Regions from separate parts of the Mus musculus genome. Here all the other regions are linked to region 1. Evidence: chromatin contacts called from public HiCAR-type and promoter capture Hi-C data. All regions are on one chromosome and are shown on one strand. Each heading gives the region's core, a stretch centred on a gene start, on an enhancer-like site or on the middle of the called end of the contact. The rest is flanking DNA. Distances are from core to core; before and after follow the strand shown. Region 1 holds the start of Tars (threonyl-tRNA synthetase). Region 2 holds the start of Nipbl (NIPBL cohesin loading factor). Region 3 has its middle 47 kb from the start of Gm46508. Region 4 holds the start of Nadk2 (NAD kinase 2, mitochondrial). Region 5 overlaps Nadk2 (NAD kinase 2, mitochondrial). Region 6 holds the start of Skp2 (S-phase kinase-associated protein 2).

Region 1 (2,711 bases), core at 103-2,602:
AACCAAGTTATAAAACCATAAAACACCTTAAAAACATAAGGAAATAGGAACAAAATCTATCCATGTATACCTGTCATTCATCGCCTTAAATCTGTAGCTTAAAGCGCATACACAAGCATTTTAGTGATTTGCCCTATCAGGATGGAAACTCCTCTTGATGAAGACCCTAGCAACCGTCAGCAATGGTTACCTAGACAATCTGTCATATGGCCTCACCCCTTTCCAATGTTCCTTAAACCCCCATGCCATGTCACTTTTTGACAATACAATACATACATAGCACCTCCCTACAAAACTCCTGCACGTAGAGAATACTGATAGCCTCAATCGCTGCACTTCCCTCCCGTCTCTCCCTGTACAGCCGGGGCACAATTCATCCCCTGAACCTGGACAGCCCTGCCCTGCCTGATTTACCTGACCTCATTTTTCCAAACCCAATAAAACAGTCTGACTGTGCTTCTCTATAACTCAACCAAGCTAATCAGAGAAGTACGATTTTCCAGTCCTGCACATTTGGGGAGCCCCCAAAGTCAGGAATCGATCTTAACTTGTGTAGCCACCTGGACTGCCTGACTAAGTGCCAGGGCAAATAAATACACAGGGGACACAGGCACAGTTGGCTGTAAAAGAGGGGTGGGGCAGAAAACACGCCAGTGTACAAATGCTGTTCCTAACCAGTGGGTGACAGCCCAAAGCAAAGTTTAAAGGGGATGTGTGTGAAGTTATTTAGGTCGCTTCCAGCACCTGGCAGACAGAGGCTTTAATTTCAAAACAGTCTGTCAATGGGGGCATCCAGCCTTATTTAGCACCCAATCTTGGGCAAACTGGATCTGATCGCGGGGACTGGCTTTTCCTTCCTAACTAGAGCTTTTTGCTCCACGCAGTTTAGGATTTTAAAAAGTTCTTCAAATGTTCTTCCCGCTTATTTTAGTGAAAAAATACAAGCGCGGGAGTCTAAGCCCCAAATGCTTACTATCTGAGCAAACCACTCAGTCTCAATTCACAGATCTCTAGGATGAAGATGCCCCCCCACCCCCCAGACCCTGCCAGCAAGAGTTCCTAACTTATTACCCAGGGCCCCCAATACCGACTGCTCCCTGCTACTTTCCACTCCTGCCCCGCCGGGCAGTGCCGGCTCCCAGAACACATCCGCTCTCTGCACCCCACGGCGCCTGCTCACCGGCTTCTCGCCGTCCATCTTCCCCGAAGGGCTGCTAGCCTTCTCCTGCGACATGGAAGGACCACAGAGAGACAAAACCCGTGAGCTGCACCGCAGAGAAGACCCCAAGCCGGCGGTGTAGACCTACAATTCCGCACTGCGCGTGCGCCACGTGGCCACAGGCGGAACCAGCTAACCAGCTGATGCAACGGGACTCCTGGCCCCGCCCTACCTGGACACGAGGCCAATGGGCTACGCGGAGAGGCGGGTCCTCCCTTTCCTTGGCCAATAGAATAGCCGAGAATGACGAACCCTTCAAGAAATCCCATTAGTTCCAGACTGTGTAGTGAGGCGCGCAAGCGCACTCTTCCCCTTCTGACTGTAGCTTGCATGGCCTTAGCGGCCACCGTAGTGAACTTGAGCTGCTTGGACTGAGTTTCCCGGAATTGCTGGATATGGTCTCTGGCGCTCTGGTTTATCTCAGATGCGCTCTACCTGGAACGTTGGCTGATAATCTGAAGCGATGACTCAGCCTTCCTCATGAGAATAGGACCGATTTGCTGTTTGAGGGACAAGCGCCATTGATCAAAGCTTTCTCAGTGTCTCACGGAGTTTTCCCATAGACGGCACAGAGATAAAATTAACTTTTTACTTGAAGGAATAAACTCCACACAAAAGTCATTGATATCACGGGAGCTCGAGATTAGATTTTTACTACTTAAGCAAAATGCTTAGCAGAAAGTTCTAGTTGGCCTGCTTATCCTAATAGCAGCTGCCAGTTTTTGGGTTGTTCTGTGTTTTTTCTTTGCTTCACTGTGCAGCCAGGGATAGCCTCGAACTTGCAATTTAGATCTGGCTAATCTGGGAGCCTTCTGCAATAGCCACCCAAATTAGAGGATTACAGGCGTTTGCAACCATGTCCACCCAATGTCCACACCACCACCAACCTACACACACACACACACACCAGCCGAGTAGAATTGAGACAGGGTCTCACTGTATGTATAGCCCGGCTGTCCTGGAACTCGCTGAGATCCACTTGAATGTGACAAATGCCTCCTGGGTGACTCTTCAAGGAGCAGGTTCCCATTTCCAAGGAACATATTGTCCAGGGAAACAATACATTTCACAACGGCCTCAAAAAACATGAACTATCTTGGAGTAACTCAAACAAGACAAGTGAAAGATTGTACAAGAAAAACTTTAAGACAATGAAGAAAGAAATTGAGAAAATTTCAGAAAACATAAAAATCCCCCCATGTTCATAGATAAATACAGTAAAAATGGCCATTCTACCATTCTACCACAGGCAATCTACAAAGTCAAAGCAATTGCCACCAAACTTCCAACACAATTCTTTACAGAACGTAGAATGTTAAGTTTTAGATACACACACACACACACACACACACACACACACCACAAAATCACGATGGCTAAAACAATCCTGAAAAAAAATGTTGAAGGTATCACTATCACCAACCTTGTTGTGGGTATAAGAGACTCCCAGGAATCAAAGGGAGGGACCTTAGATGAAATGCCCGACAGTAGG
Region 2 (2,711 bases), core at 92-2,591, 3.0 Mb before region 1:
ACTTAACTTCTATCCTTTGAAAGAAAATAGGTTTCATCCTTATCTCCATGTACGCTCAAAAACACTTAGAATTCTTTGTATTCTTGCACCCGTTTAGGCTAAAAAGTATCCAGAGAGTTTTATGTAGTCATTTAAAATTATCCTTACATAACAGATACAAATACAAAGTGTCGGAGTAAACCTGTCAAGTTCTTTCTACTTGGTCTTTGAATAAAAAGTCCATGTGCAACACACTCTGTCAAACAACATAAAAGCTCCTGGGCGGGGATGTGCAGTGTGCACAACGCTAGGGTTTTCTAGATTAAATATACATGTGGACGGTTTGATCCTTTTACAAAGGAAACCAGTCTTTATTAACTTTCCAAAACGTCCAAACAAGTTTGGCAGAGAATTACCACTGTAGCCGTGTCTGAGTATTTACATTTGTTTCACTAACTGAAACTACTTCCTCCCTTCATGGGGTCACAGGGGGAAGAAGGGGGGTTGTTTGTTTCACTGGGACGTTCCCCACTCCCGGACCGGGAAAGTTGTAAATATGGGGGACGATCGGGGCACATTTGCTGATAGTTGTATTGTTTCCGCCTCCTCACTAGCTACGGCTCCTCTCCCGGGCGAGGCCTGTCACCGACCAGCAGTCGCTCCGCTCAGCCCGGAGCTCTCCTAATCCCCGAGCTCAAGTAGATTCCGCTGGCCCGCGGCCTGCACTCTCCGCCGGGCCTACGCCTCCCCGGCCGCCCGGCAGGGAGCCCGGTTCCCCGTCACCGAAGCCGGCCGGGAGAGGCTACGAACCCCGCCGCCACCGCCGCCGCCGCCGCCACCCAGGGTGGCTGCCGCCGGAGAGGAGCGAGCGAGCGAACTCACTCTCTCGACTCGCCCCGTGGAAGAGACCCGGGGCCGCTGAGGAAACGGCGGGGAGGGGAGCGAGGAGGAGAAACGCTGAGGGACCTGGCGCCGGCGCCACCGCCGCCACCGCCGCCGCCGAAATAAAAGAGCAGGAATTTACCTGGGCGAATCGGCGTCTGAATCCGAAGCGGAGGCCGAGGCCGCGGTGGCAAGAGAGAGAGAGCGAGAGAGCGAGACTATAATCCGGGCCGGGAGGGGGGGTGGCTACGGCTCCTCTTCCGTCTCCTCAGTGCGGGGAACATGTAGAGCCGGGGGGAGAGCAGCCGAGAAGACAAATCGCGGCTTCTTCTTCGTCCTCCTCCTCCTTCTCCCACATAGAAACACTCACACAAACACCCGGCCGGGGGCCCCGAGCTACCGGGGGGGCATCGCCGCGGGCCCGGGAACCAATCCTCCTGGCGGCGGGGGCGTCCCTCCCTGGCGGCTTTGCTGGTGTCGGGTGAGTCGGTACCGACGGAGGGAGGGAGGGACGGGAGGGCGGGCGGGGGGGAAGGAGCCCAGTGTGTGTGTGTGTGTGTGTGTATGTGTGTGTGTGTGTGTGTATGTGTGTGTGTATGTGTGTGTGTGTCTCTCTCTCTCGTTCCGTCTCTCCCTCTCAGAACAAAATGCCGACCGGAAGTGCAGCTGCAGGAATGACTCCCTCCGCCGGCGCCAAACACTAACAACCACCCCCTCTTCCCTACTCCACTTCCGCCGCCGCCACCGCCGCCGCCGCCACTCGGGCTCGCAGCTCTGCCTCAGCGCGCCGGCTCCCGCGGGCTCCGGAGGCGCGGCGGCGGCGGCGACAGCGGCGGAGGCAGCGGGAGCAGCAGCGGCGGTTCTGCTCCGTGCCCTTGTCCTGTGCAACGGACGGCCGTGGATGCTGCCCGTGGGGTCGCTTCTGCAAGACGGCGTCTACGCCGTTGCTCGGGTGACCGGCTTGATTTTTTTTTTTTTTTTTTCCTTTTGGTCCCCCTCGAGGCGACAGCAGCCGGGCGCTGGTCCGCTGTGGTGGCGTGAGGCCGGGATCTCCCTCTTCTCAGGCGCTCCGGGCCTCATAGCCCCCCACCCTCAATCCCGGAGAAGGCGGCCAGCCGAGGCCGCGCTGCTCTCCCTGACTGGCCGGCCCCGGGCCCCGGGGGGAAGCCGAGCTCCCGCTGCCGGCGGGTTGGATGCCGACCTTTCAAACGCTGTTCCCGCAGCCGTGATGGATGGATCGTCCCGGGAGCGGCCGGATCCTATGTCTGTCTGGGTTATTTTCTGCGAAGAACACAGTCCTCGGAGGTGAAGACTCCCAGCCTGGCTGAGTTGGAATCGTGATCGTGGTGGTGGTGGTGCATTAATTTCTGGAAATACGAGAGGGCTGCTGGACTTGCCTCTTTTTTTTTTTTTTTTTTTTTTTTTTTTCCTTTTTGGCGGTGGTTTTGATTGCCTCCCTGGTAGTCGGGATAAGGCCTGTAGGCGACGCTGTGCAAGCAAGGAGCCGGTCGCTCTGGCGCTGCGATCTAGGTGTGGGTGGAGCCCAGGCCATCCTGACGCCGGGCACCGGAGCCCCGGCACCGGCGCACTTCAAAACATCGTTTTCCTCTGTATGTTGAAAACTCAGAGGCTCTGGACAAGGCTGGAGTACAAAATGTGAATACGAATACAGTACCGTACCCGATGGTAGTGTCTTACTGTAAAACCGGAGGGCATTTCATCGCCACACAGTTTTCTGTTTGCTTGCTTGTTTGTTTGTTTGTTTTTGTATAAATTGTAAGGGGGCTAATTCTTCAGGTAAAAAGTGCCAGTAGGTAAGCACATTTTACTCAGGAGGAACCATATTATAT
Region 3 (2,711 bases), core at 150-2,649, 2.8 Mb before region 1:
CTGCCACACTGCCTCCTTGTGGTACTTTGCCTCCCCCGGGGAAGCCCACCAATGCCCACCTGAGGTGTTTTACCACCAGCCTTTTCTTTCCTATGAATCCAAGGCTGGTGCCTTACTTCCTTAAGATCTTTTACAGGAGACTTGCCCGGGTAGCCTCCCTGACTACCCCGTCCTTAAAGTTCTCTAGTTCCTCTCCGAACGTCACCCTGCACTGGTGTGCTTCCCATCATTGACTATACCTGTCCTACATCTTAATCTGCTTGGGCTGCCTTAACACAACAGCACGGACTGGGCAGCTTAAAGGACACACAGTTATTGGTCACAGTCTGGGGGCCGAAAGCCCTTGGCGCACCCGCATGTTTGACCTCTGAGCTGGTCTTTTCTGGCTTTCAGACACGTGGCCTTTGCTCTGAGCTTGCTCTCTCTCCAAATACATGTTCACTGGGGTTGAGTTCCAATATACAAACATTGGAGGTGACATAGTTTAGTCTTCGAAAATCTATTTTACACCTGAATAAAATAGAGCTCTGGAGTGGGGGTGGTGGTGGAGGGAGGGGTAGGTTTATCTACAGTGCACATTAATGTGCCTGAGATAAGGTTGACACTCCATAAATACCTGGCAAATAAATGAAGGATCTGAGTTTTCTCGATGGGTTGAGTGGTACGACAAAAAATTTTATTACCTCAAATAATAAATTTATTTTATTATTATTATTTTTATTTTTTATTTTTTCGAGACAGGGTTTTTCTGTATAGCCCTGGCTGTCTTGGAATTCACTTTGTAGACCAGGCTAGCCTTGAACTCAGAAATCTGACTGCCTCTGCCTCCCAAATGCTGGGATTAAAGGCATGTGCCACCACTGCCCAGCAATAAATTTATTTTTAAATTAAATTTAAAAAATTAAATTTTAATTAAAGCATCAGTAAGTCTTTGAACCAGTAAGCATGTATGCACATCGGTGACTTTTCCTTTGTTTTGTATCTATTCTGCCACAATCCTAGGAAATTAAAATGCACGAAGAGAGACATGGGGAGGTTTAGGGCCAGAGAAGAAGAGATAAGGACGCTGGTGGTTAGCTTCGTGGTCCTTGCCTTTTCAGACTCTGGATCAGACGTTCTAAAACCTTGGCGCGCAACAGTCTTGTTAAAGCACACTGCTGGGTTCTACCTTCCAGAGCCCTGGATGGGGCCTGGGGAACTAGCCTTTCCTGTAAGTTCCCAGTTACTATCCATCCCGTCCTACACACTGGGAATCACACCGCAGACACGGACTTACTCAAGTTCACTTTTCATTCGGGCTTCTGAGCTGTTTCTCGTTCCACAGCCCTCCTGGAGCCCATCATTGAGGAGTTTCTAGAGAATGTTGGGTGGTTTATACGGTGTGGGCCGCTCTGGGTCGGGAGGTCCTTGCCACAGGGTGGCAGCAGTATCCCAGGCTTAGAGTGGCCTCCTCTCTGGGCTGCTTTAGTAGCAAATCTCCTGGTTCCCACCAGGGAAGGTTTGACTGGCTTTTCCATTTCCCCTTGGCTGGGAGGTGGGGGTGGGGGACAGCAGTGGGAAGGGGGCCGGCAGAGGGGGAGGTCACTGGCACACAGAGGGACAGTTTTGTTCCCTGGGAGACTCTGGGAGAGGAAGCTGGGTGGTCTCCCCGGAGTGTCGAATTATGCGCTTCACAAAACCACCATGCAGCGCAGGGCTGCTGAGAGAGAGCCAGCACTGACAAAAGCATCGCAGACACTGGCAGGGGAATCTGCTCTGCCCCGGTGCAGCGCCCGGAGCCCCTCCAGAAGAGCTCTGTCAGATTTCGGAGAGTCTGGTTTCCAGCCTCCCTCCCAGAAGACAGCAGTTCTTGCAGCTTCTCGCGGGCTTGCTTCCATCCATCCATCACATCTGCGGACCGCGAAGCCTCTCTGTCTTCACTGGCCCGTTTCGTTATAAACATTTCAAGAGCCGTCCAGAGTGCCAAGAACTGAGCTGAGAATTTGATGAACACACATGTATATAAATGATGTATATGTGTCCCGTTTATTCATTTACCACTTCTGCAAAGTGAATAATTACATACATCCGAGATAAAGAAGTTGAACTTCTTTATGTGCCATTTAACTAGCGCTCACTTCATGAGCATTCCTTTTAACATGGTAACTCAATGAGAAAGCTGGTTTGGGGATGGCGACTTTATCTGACCTCCACAGGTACAGAAGGGATCACCGAGGTCCAGCGACTTTTGCAAGCCGATTGAGAAGTCAGGTATATTATGACATAGATTAACCAATTGGGTCCAGATTTGGGATTAAACAACATCTGAAGGTCTTTAAGTTTCAGGAAACATTTCTCTCTCTCTCTTTTTTCTCCCCACCCCTTTCTCTCTCTCAGGTTGAGACATGATCTCATTAGGTAGTCCTAACTGGTTTCAATCTTGTGGTACTTTGGCCTCAACCTGCTGAAGTATAAGGACAGGCATAAGTTTACTATGCCTGGCGTGACATTTTCCTTAGGACAGCTGTGCTTTCTGTTTGTTTGGCATAGTTCTCCTAGGTTTAAAAGCAAGCCGGCTTTGGGATCCTGTTGTTTGAATGCAGTGGCTCTGGGTGGTAGTCTTCAGATAGGTGTTCCTGGCCGAGACCGTTTTGATCAGCTCAGTGCTCCCAGCTGAGCTGATTCTAAATGGTTTTTATTTTCTCTTGCAATGGCTATGTCTCCAAGCTCCT
Region 4 (2,711 bases), core at 158-2,657, 2.3 Mb before region 1:
AAAAAAAAAAAAAAAAAGAATTGTAAGTTTGCTACTGTGATGAAACATAATGAACATATCGGATATACATACATCGGATATATGACCCAGAGGTTGAGAACCGCTGAATATATCAGTAAGTGGGAGTTAGGGAACAGGTAAACAACTGGGGTGTAGAAGGCTCTTTCAATCTTTAAAGTTTTAAATGTCCTAGACATGGGAATCTTAAGGACTGAAGTGGAAAACCCAGCAGGGGTTTTCCTGAGAGAATTCAAGACACATCCGAGAGGATGGTGTAATGAAGCAATGTTTTGGAAGAGGCAGAAGAAAGGATCCAAAATAAGATTTGACTAGGATATCCCATTGAGATGTTTCCAGCTAGAAGTGGGAGTCAAAAGTGTAGTTTTCTGTGACGTGAAAGAGAAAACAGGTTCGATATCACAGAGGCATCTGAGTGTCACAAACATGAAATAGCATGCCCGGAATCCAGAGGCCACTTACTGGGAGTGCCAGGATCGCAAAGGAAAGGACGCCACAGCAAGGACCTCAGGGCAGTGGCCACCTACCCTGTCTTATGACTTTCCCTTCATTGTAGCTTTCCCTTTTATTCTTAATCAGCCTACATCTCTATGGTTGTGTAACTGTTCCCACAGACTCAGTAACTTCCCTTGCTCTAGCTTCAAGGACTACCTACCCAACATTCCAAAGTCAGATCAATAATCATCAAACACTGCTCTGAGCTTGCCTACAGGATAAAGTGCAAAACATTTTTAACCCTTCAGTCTGGTCCTACACAGCTTTCCAACCTTATCTCGCGGTCTAGACAGACACACAGGACTAGACAAGACTCCTTCCCTCATTATCCTCCTCCTTTCTCCCTGACAGCACTGCCTCTCTAGGCTGGTGGTCTTTTGGTGGTCACCGGAGCTCGGGCTAATGCTCTGTGATCCTTCTCGGTTAGCTCTAATTCCTCTCTAATAAAGGGCTCGGCATCTTTATTTGCCATCAGGCCCTGCAAAACGAAGCCGTTTGGAGCGAGGTCACCGCCCCCAGCTCTTACTCCAGCGACGGCCACATCAGCCATCCAGCAGACACTGGTTAAAATTTACCCTAGACGAGCATGACCAACTACCCAGAAAGCAAGCAAAAATGAAAGCAACTAGAGGAAGATGCGCAAGAAACTTGCTTTCCCGCCAGGCGCTCAAAACTCCGCCTGCACCCCCAACGCCGCCCAGACCAGTTCCAACTGGATTTCTTCGGGCAGCTCGAAAGCCAAATAGAATTTCGTCCCTTTCCCAGCCCCAGCCAATCCCCGCAGCCCCTCGGGCTCCCAAACCTTCCCGACCTCTGATTAGCTGACAGATCTGGCCCGGGGGCGGGCTTAGAGCGGCCTCCCTGAAAGGGTGAAGAGGGAGGTGGGGCCGGGCCGAGAGGCCACTGCGCAGGCGCCCAAGAAAACGGATAAACAAACAAATAAAACCCACTGCCCGGGGGCCAGCCCGGATCCCCGCCTCCCGGGGCCTCCCGGGGCCTCTCCGCCCTCGCGTGCGTCTGGGCACGTCCCCCCCCCCCCCGGCGCGTTCCACGCACGTCCCCGCACTTAACCTGTGCGCGGCCGGCGCGGTGCTGGCGGCAGGGAGCGCGAGCCTGCACCCGCGGCCCCGCGGATCATGACTTGCTACCGGGGCTTCCTGCTGGGCAGCTGCCGGCGCGTGGCGGGTGGCCGCGCGGCTCTGCGGGGTTCGGGCTCGGGCGCGGACGGCCGGCGGCACTTGGGGCACGGGCAGCCGCGCGAGCTGGCGGGCGGTGGTAGCCCCGCCGACGGCGGCTTCCGCCCCTCGCGGGTGGTGGTGGTGGCGAAAACCACCCGCTACGAGTTCGAGCAGCAGCGGTACCGCTACGCGGAGCTCTCGGAGGAGGACCTGAAGCAGCTGGTGGGTCCTGGCGGGGGACGGCCGGTACTCGGGGTGGGGGTGGGGGGCGACGGGCCACAGGACACCCCCAAAGCCCGACAACCTTCCTCCGATTGCCTGTGGGGCCCCTCGGGCATGGGACTGGGGCGCCCTGAGCCTGCCTTAGAGGGGGCTCCTGGGACCGGGACTTGGGAAGCCACGTGTGTCCTCGCCCCCGCCTCGGTAGCACGGACTCCCATCGCTGAGAAGATGAGGGTTGTTCGCCCTGTTTGTCCTGGGGACCTCTCCCCAGACCACCGGGAGAAAGGAAATTCTCCAGCACAGCCACTGGTGGCGGAGAGAGGGCCGAAGTGCCGCGGTCACACCCCCTTCTCGCCTGGGGACAGAGGCCTGGCCAGGGAAAGCCCTGCTGGATTGTGGTCGCCTGTCCCTTCAGGGTCTCTTACTGCTTGAAAAGCAAGCACCTGGGACAGCGAGGCAGGAAAGCTGACCCGAGATGGGTTTTTGTGTTGGAAGGTCAGAAAAGGAACAAGTATGCCGGCTAATGGGGAGAAGGCATGAACCCTGAAGTAACAGGGCCTCCGCCATACACCGTGTTTGGTGTATTTACTAATAGCGTTGCCAGGTATGCCATGCGTGTGTGTGTGTGGGAAGGATTAAACCCAGAGTTCGAGCTTCCCCATTTTTGAAAAAAAAAATTGATTTTGTGCTACCCAGTAACTTTTGGGAAATGGGCTGTTAGCAATTTATTTAGGAACCCCCCCCCCCACAGTTATGCCTGTAATTGTTGACTCCAGACACCCGAAGGCTTTAGACTGA
Region 5 (2,711 bases), core at 149-2,648, 2.3 Mb before region 1:
TCTAGGTTAGTGTGTGCAGGTGTGTGTAGTAACCTCCTTTGAAAACCTGTATCGTATTGAGATTTCAACTTTGTAATTTGTTGAAGCAACAGTCCAGTGTTTGTCCATGACTCCATTATTTGAAGGAAGTTTACACAGTAGGGTTTTACTTCAGACGTTCTTTCTGTCATCCACTCTGTGTTTAAAGAATAGCATATGTTCATTTGATTTCATATTTATGGAATATTCTAAAACATGTCAGTTGTTCAAGAAATGAGACTTCTAAGCTGGGCATGGTGGTGCACGCCTTTAATCCCAGCACTCGGGAGGCAGAGGCAGGCGGATTTCTGAGTTCGAGGCCAGCCTGGTCTACAAAGTGAGCTCCAGGACAGCCAGGGCTATACAGAGAAACCCTGTCTCGAAAAAACAAAAAAACAAAAAAGATAAGGAAAAAAAAGAATTTCACACAAAGAATGAGGTATAGAGAGAACAGGTACCAAGAAAGGCACCTAAGGATGCAATTGACTGAATTCTGAAAGGAGGCGCCACGTTAGGTCCCACGAGAGCGGCATTGATGGAGAACTGTACGAGGCCTGTCTACAACACTAACCTTTGGATAGGAAGGGGTATGTAGATCAGGAGGCCATAGAGAAAAGCCAATGGGCTTCCTTCAAGTTTTTCCTGCAATCAGGACTGGAATTAGCATGGCGATCGATGTCTATGCCTGCCAAGTCAGATATGTCTTGGTCAAGCTGATTTACTTAAATTTCATGAACTGTGAGGGCCTCACACAGCTCAGTGAACAGAGTTCTCTGCTTTCATTCCCTAGGGCTTCCTACTATGAAATTTCAGTCGATGACGGCCCATGGGGAGAAGCAGAAGAGCTCAGGGCTCAATTTGTGCACTGGGACAGGATCGAAGGCCTGGTGAGTAGCGTGGGCTGCTCCCTGTCAGTGTGCGAGCCTCTTTCAGCAACAGAATGTATGTTCTATCCTATGTGGGTGTGTCCGTGTCCTCTAGTGTGCAGGACAGCAGCTTGTGGGTCTGCAGTTTAAAGCTCACCTTCCTGTCTGCAGGGTTTTCCCTGTCTTCCATGCATCGTTTGCCTCTGCCACGAATTACCCAGACTCCTCCTCTAGAGGAAAAACATTACTCTGTCCTCCTTGCCACCTTTTGCTCTCCCCTCCGCACACATCACTTCAGATCCTTGCCGTTCCCAAATCGGAACCAGCTTTCTCAGCCTCTGCTGCTGCCACTTGGGTCTGGGCATCATGGTTTTTTAGTAGCTATTTGTGCCTGGCCTCCTTTTCTCCTGCATTGTCTGCTTTAGCACTGGCTGGTGCTGTGTACAGACTGCTTGGTGTGACACCCACACCCTGGCAAGTGTTGCCATTGCCGACATTGTCCTCTTTCTCCGGGCCCTCACCCTCACCCTGCCCATCAGAGGTCTGCAGACACCGCAGCCTGCTTGTCATTCTCTGCACACACCTTTCTCTCCTTTAGCCTTTGCTTTTGTTCAATTCATCTTCTTGCTCTGGATTTCTAAATACTTTCCATTCAGTGTGAAAGCGCCCAGCCTTCAAGTGCAGTTCTCTGTAGGCAGTCATCCTTAACTTAGCCTTCTTTCAAAAGCACAATGGTGGTGCCCTTCATCCTTCAGCACCTTCTCGCTGGCAGAGCTGGCAGAGCACGGTTACTAGGCTAACATGTCGATGCCTTGGGCATTTTTAGGGGTTTTAAAGGGTGCCTAATGTTTTTGTTTTCCTCTTGTTCAAGTTTTGTATGTTAGCAGGGTATAGTGCCTACTACGTATTTATTCAGATCTTTCTTAAATAAATGGATGCTCTCAAAAACAGCATACACAGTGTCAGTTTAGTTCTTAGCTGTATGTTGTGGCAAGCCTAAAATCCCAGCACTTGAGAGGCTGAGGTAAGAGGATGATAGTTTGAAGCCTTTGGGGGCTACATAGTAAGACTCTGCCTCAAAATAAAATAAAATAAATCTCCTGTCAAATGTCACTCATAGGTTGGGCTTGTGTGATGTTGCTTGTTGCTGCTGTGTCATAGGCATTGTTTCCCTTTGTTCATGAGCCAGGATGACAGGATGCTAGGATGACAAGATGACGGGATGACAGGATGACGGGATGTTGGGATGACGGGATGATGGGATGACGGGATGACAGGATGACGGGATGACGGGCTGACGGGCTGACAGGATGACGGGCTGACAGGATGACGGGATGACAGGATGGCTCTGTGGATGAAGCGTTTGTTACCAAGCTCACCATGACTAGAGTTTAGTCCCCAGGGCTCGCATGGTGCAAGAAGAGAACTCCCAAAGTTACTCCCTGACTTCTATGTGCGTGGCAATATGTGTGCGCATCCCATCTCCCATCCCACCCCCAAAAATTGTAAAAATTATATCATCTGATAAATTGCAAAACTAGTTTTTAACCGTCTCCTAAGTGTGACAATGACCAGGCTTCACTGATCATGGAAATATTTTTTCAACGGAAAATGGTAATAAGCACATCTTTGGAGGTCTACAGTGAGGATTAGAAATGGTTCCCGGGACTCTTGCCCTTGTCTTTCCCAGCATGCTCTGTAAGAAAGGGCATATTGCTGTCATTTGAGTATAGGGTGGGAGTTAGGTGAGCTTAATAAACCACTTAGTAATTTCACCACACGACAGGAAGGATTAGGATTCTGTTTCTTTATCTTGTCTTATGATTC
Region 6 (2,711 bases), core at 136-2,635, 2.3 Mb before region 1:
GATACAAAGAAGTATATAGAGACAAAAGGGGACCCTCTAAGATCCCTGCTTCTGTTCCCATATGTCAGTGTACTGAGCTGGACTTTGAGCAGGAAGATTCCTTTCTAAGGAAAAGGGCAGGAAAAAAGCTTCAAGTCAATTGTTGACCACAAGATAAAGACCAACCAAGATTCCTGAAGACTTAATGACTGGAATCCATTTCACTGCCACACTTCCAAACTAGGCAATTTTAGGCACCAAAACTAGGCAATTTTAGGCACCGATCCAAAAAGATTCCCCAAGGAAATAATTCAATCGAATTTAGTTAAAACAAAATAGTTCAACCCATTACAATACAGTTTGGATCTTAGTGTTGTGCATTACCTGGAAAGTTCTCCCGACTAAGCTTCGGCCGACGGATGATCACAAAGTCTTTGTCACTCCCTTTGCCCTTGACTCGTTTCCTTGGAGGGCTCTGGGGGTGGCCGAGGTTTGAGAGCAGTCCATGTGGGATGTTCTCACTGTCCACCTCCTCCTTCTCCAAGGCCGAGACACCCATGCCTGATAGCAGTTCAGAAGTCTTGCTGGAATCCCATCCCCACGTGAAGCTGGTGGTGACGTTGCCACTCTGGTCCGGAATCTCCTGAAGGTGCTTCCTGCAGAAGGGCAGACATTCTCTATTCCTTTTGAAAATACACCCCTAAATAATTCCAAGGTAGGCATGAAAGAAGAGTAAAGAATGGAGTGGAGAAAAGTCCCAGCAAGTGACAGTACTGCATTTTTTAAACGTGCCTACAAGCGAGAGAAATACAAGAATGAAAGAGAAAAATCGGGAACATATATACTTTGAAAGGCTTTGGGATTTATGGTCACGCAGAAGGCCTCAATAATTTCTTCCCGTGGAGGGAAAAAGAGGGACGGCACTGATACCATGACTCAAAGTAGAGGAAGGAAAACTTAATTAGGAAGCCAAATTAAACTCCACATTGATATTCGCACTAAAGCATTCATCCATCCTTTTTCTCTAAGCAAACATTCACATAACCAGATTATTTGAACAAGAAGCAACATTCGCGGCCTAAAAGAATTCAAACGGTTCATTCATGTTTTGTCCGGTTTTTTTGCAATCGGTTTACCTATGCATGGTGTCCACTGATTCAGGAGTTTTGAATGCTTGAATTAATTGAAGCGCTGCCTGCCTTCCAGACTCCTGTTTTAGCGCTCGGCTTAGAGTGATCCCCGGGGCCCCAGCAGTTGGACCCGCGAACTAGCAACGTTCCATCACCACCGCGCGCGCGGAGTTCTGCATCCCGCTCTCCAGCAGCCGCCTTCTGACGCCCCGTTGCCTGCTGGGAATTGTAGTTCCGAGCCTAGCTCGTAGTCCTGCCTGGGTTCTTCCACTCTGATTTCGGACCAACCCTCCAGATACCCACAACTCCCTGCGGCGCCGGGCGGGATTGAAGGAGGAGGAGGAGGAGGAGGAGGACAGGCAGGCGGAAGTGGGTGGAGCTCCGGCTGGCTGGGAAATGTCAGCCGATTGACTGGGAGCAGGTTTTCCTTTTCCCGGAGCTCACGGGCCTTCGGGTGATCACCGCCACGGTCGCCCGGGACTGAAGGATCCGTGACCCCGGCAGGCTGCGGCGGACGCGAAGCTTCTGAGTCCCTTCCAGACGCTGTCTGGCGAGGTCCGACGGTGAGCGTGAGGGGGGCGGGGACGCGTGAGGTGCGTCAGGGTCTGGGGTCCCGGCCCAGTCCCTGGCGGACATAGACTTGGGGGGAGTTCCAGATGGTGAGTGGCCGCCGCCGCCAGGCCCATCTCCGGGGTCTCGATGGCCCGCCAGGTGAGAGGCTGCGGGTGGCACTCCTGCCATTCGCCTTCCTCCACCTGGCAGTGGGCGGCCCTTAGGACTGGGTCTGTGGACGCGATCCTTTCCTCACTTGTAAACTAGGCTCGAGGACGCGGCACACCTCATGGGCTGGCACTGAAGATCAAATCAGCGTGCGAGGGGAAGCCTTTTTCGAGCTAAAGCGCAGCTCCAAGAGGAGCGATGGTTTATTTTTAAGGCGGCAGGAGCCAGCAGTGGTTCCCGCGTGCATCCTCTTGGATCCTTGATGAGTCTCCCAAATACCAAAGGGAAAAAGGGAGGCTCCGCTTGCAAGGAGAGACCACCCTGAAAGCTGTTTAGGTGCCTCTGACTCAATCCACAGCCTGTCCTAGAATCTCTCTGCCTAGAAACTATGCTAATTTAGCCTCTGAAGAGGTCGGGGGCGATTAGATTAGAATGACCATGCAAAATTCAGGTGTGCAAACTGTGCAACAGGGGAGAGGGTAGGGGGATGCATTTCTAGTCCAGTAAAAATGAAGATTTATAGAGTTGAGAAAAAAGCAGGCCACCTTCATCAAAAACATTAGAATATTGGTTTAGTATGTTAGATTGCATACACTTGTGTTTCTTTGTGGAGAGAGCAAGATTCGTTTTATAGTGGAATTAAATCCTTCATGCTCAGTTTTGTCTTTGTTTCTAGCATAATCTTTGCATCAGTTACTTCTTGAGAGGAAGAGATTCATGAACTTTTAGTTCCTGTGAGTGAGATTGGTGTAAAAAAAAAAGACCTTTTTGCAAATTGGTTTTACTTGAAAAGAAAGACTAGGAGAATAAGTATGTAGTCACAGTTTTGTTATGGAAAGTATCTAAAGTGAGACCTTCTGAAATAGTGTATAAAGTTATCTT

The links. Promoter capture Hi-C pulls out the DNA fragments that hold promoters and counts their contacts. HiCAR-type assays count read pairs that join an accessible place to other places. Capture Hi-C pulls out chosen DNA fragments and counts their contacts.
Region 2: a promoter capture Hi-C map of liver shows a contact between it and region 1, with 5 times the contacts expected there. The contact joins the promoter of Nipbl here to the promoter of Tars in region 1. A contact is called at or near these places in 3 of 39 promoter capture datasets (the C10 cell line, liver and pre-B cells), 3 of 484 Hi-C or Micro-C datasets (B cells, CD4 T cells and regulatory T cells), 3 of 115 datasets of contacts at active chromatin or transcription factors (astrocytes, embryonic stem cells and thymic regulatory T cells) and 1 of 9 other capture datasets (liver).
Region 3: a contact with region 1 is called in a HiCAR-type map of astrocytes, with 2.7 times the contacts expected there. The contact joins the enhancer-like site here to the promoter of Tars in region 1. A contact is called at or near these places in 1 of 39 promoter capture datasets (pre-B cells), 1 of 15 datasets of contacts at CTCF or cohesin (large pre-B cells), 1 of 484 Hi-C or Micro-C datasets (pro-B cells) and 1 of 115 datasets of contacts at active chromatin or transcription factors (astrocytes).
Region 4: a contact with region 1 is called in a promoter capture Hi-C map of liver, with 6 times the contacts expected there. The contact joins the promoter of Nadk2 here to the promoter of Tars in region 1. A contact is called at or near these places in 7 of 39 promoter capture datasets (the C10 cell line, the SN4741 cell line, hippocampal neurons and 3 more), 1 of 15 datasets of contacts at CTCF or cohesin (large pre-B cells), 2 of 484 Hi-C or Micro-C datasets (CD4 T cells and pre-B cells), 5 of 115 datasets of contacts at active chromatin or transcription factors (astrocytes, embryonic stem cells, large pre-B cells and 2 more) and 2 of 9 other capture datasets (adipose tissue and liver).
Region 5: a contact with region 1 is called in a HiCAR-type map of astrocytes, with 6 times the contacts expected there. The contact joins the enhancer-like site here to the promoter of Tars in region 1. A contact is called at or near these places in 2 of 39 promoter capture datasets (liver and pre-B cells), 1 of 115 datasets of contacts at active chromatin or transcription factors (astrocytes) and 1 of 9 other capture datasets (liver).
Region 6: a promoter capture Hi-C map of liver shows a contact between it and region 1, with 5 times the contacts expected there. The contact joins the promoter of Skp2 here to the promoter of Tars in region 1. A contact is called at or near these places in 12 of 39 promoter capture datasets (the 3T3-L1 cell line, 3T3-L1-derived adipocytes, the C10 cell line and 7 more), 9 of 484 Hi-C or Micro-C datasets (B cells, CD4 T cells, CD8 T cells and 5 more), 7 of 115 datasets of contacts at active chromatin or transcription factors (astrocytes, double positive thymocytes, embryonic forebrain and 4 more) and 2 of 9 other capture datasets (adipose tissue and liver).

Annotation. Positions count from the first base shown.
Region 1 is chr15:11,398,306-11,401,016 of GRCm38.p6, forward strand. It overlaps Tars (threonyl-tRNA synthetase), which reads right to left and starts at 1,353. Exons shown (of 19, transcript NM_033074.3): 1 at 1,181-1,353. The coding sequence starts at 1,234.
Region 2 is chr15:8,443,122-8,445,832 of GRCm38.p6, forward strand. It overlaps Nipbl (NIPBL cohesin loading factor), which reads right to left and starts at 1,342. Exons shown (of 47, transcript NM_027707.3): 1 at 1,004-1,342. It overlaps LOC102634078, which reads left to right. Exons shown (of 3, transcript XM_017316813.1): 2 at 594-843; 3 at 942-2,711. The coding sequence ends at 2,170.
Region 3 is chr15:8,627,977-8,630,687 of GRCm38.p6, forward strand. No RefSeq gene overlaps it. Among named protein-coding and RNA genes, the nearest start is that of Gm46508, 47 kb to the left of the region's middle. Within about 2 kb of position 1,400, at least 66 of the 459 cell types and tissues checked have an H3K27ac peak or open chromatin away from gene starts, as enhancers often do. A contact at or near this core is called in astrocytes, where this site is marked.
Region 4 is chr15:9,069,853-9,072,563 of GRCm38.p6, forward strand. It overlaps Nadk2 (NAD kinase 2, mitochondrial), which reads left to right and starts at 1,408. Exons shown (of 13, transcript NM_001040395.4): 1 at 1,408-1,913. The coding sequence starts at 1,650.
Region 5 is chr15:9,099,298-9,102,008 of GRCm38.p6, forward strand. It overlaps Nadk2 (NAD kinase 2, mitochondrial), which reads left to right. Exons shown (of 13, transcript NM_001040395.4): 8 at 809-849; 9 at 851-905. Among named protein-coding and RNA genes, the nearest start is that of Nadk2, 29 kb to the left of the region's middle. Within about 2 kb of position 1,399, at least 20 of the 459 cell types and tissues checked have an H3K27ac peak or open chromatin away from gene starts, as enhancers often do. A contact at or near this core is called in astrocytes, where this site is marked.
Region 6 is chr15:9,139,069-9,141,779 of GRCm38.p6, forward strand. It overlaps Skp2 (S-phase kinase-associated protein 2), which reads right to left and starts at 1,386. Exons shown (of 10, transcript NM_013787.3): 1 at 1,116-1,386; 2 at 364-635. The coding sequence starts at 1,123. It overlaps Lmbrd2 (LMBR1 domain containing 2), which reads left to right and starts at 1,502. Exons shown (of 18, transcript NM_177178.3): 1 at 1,502-1,672.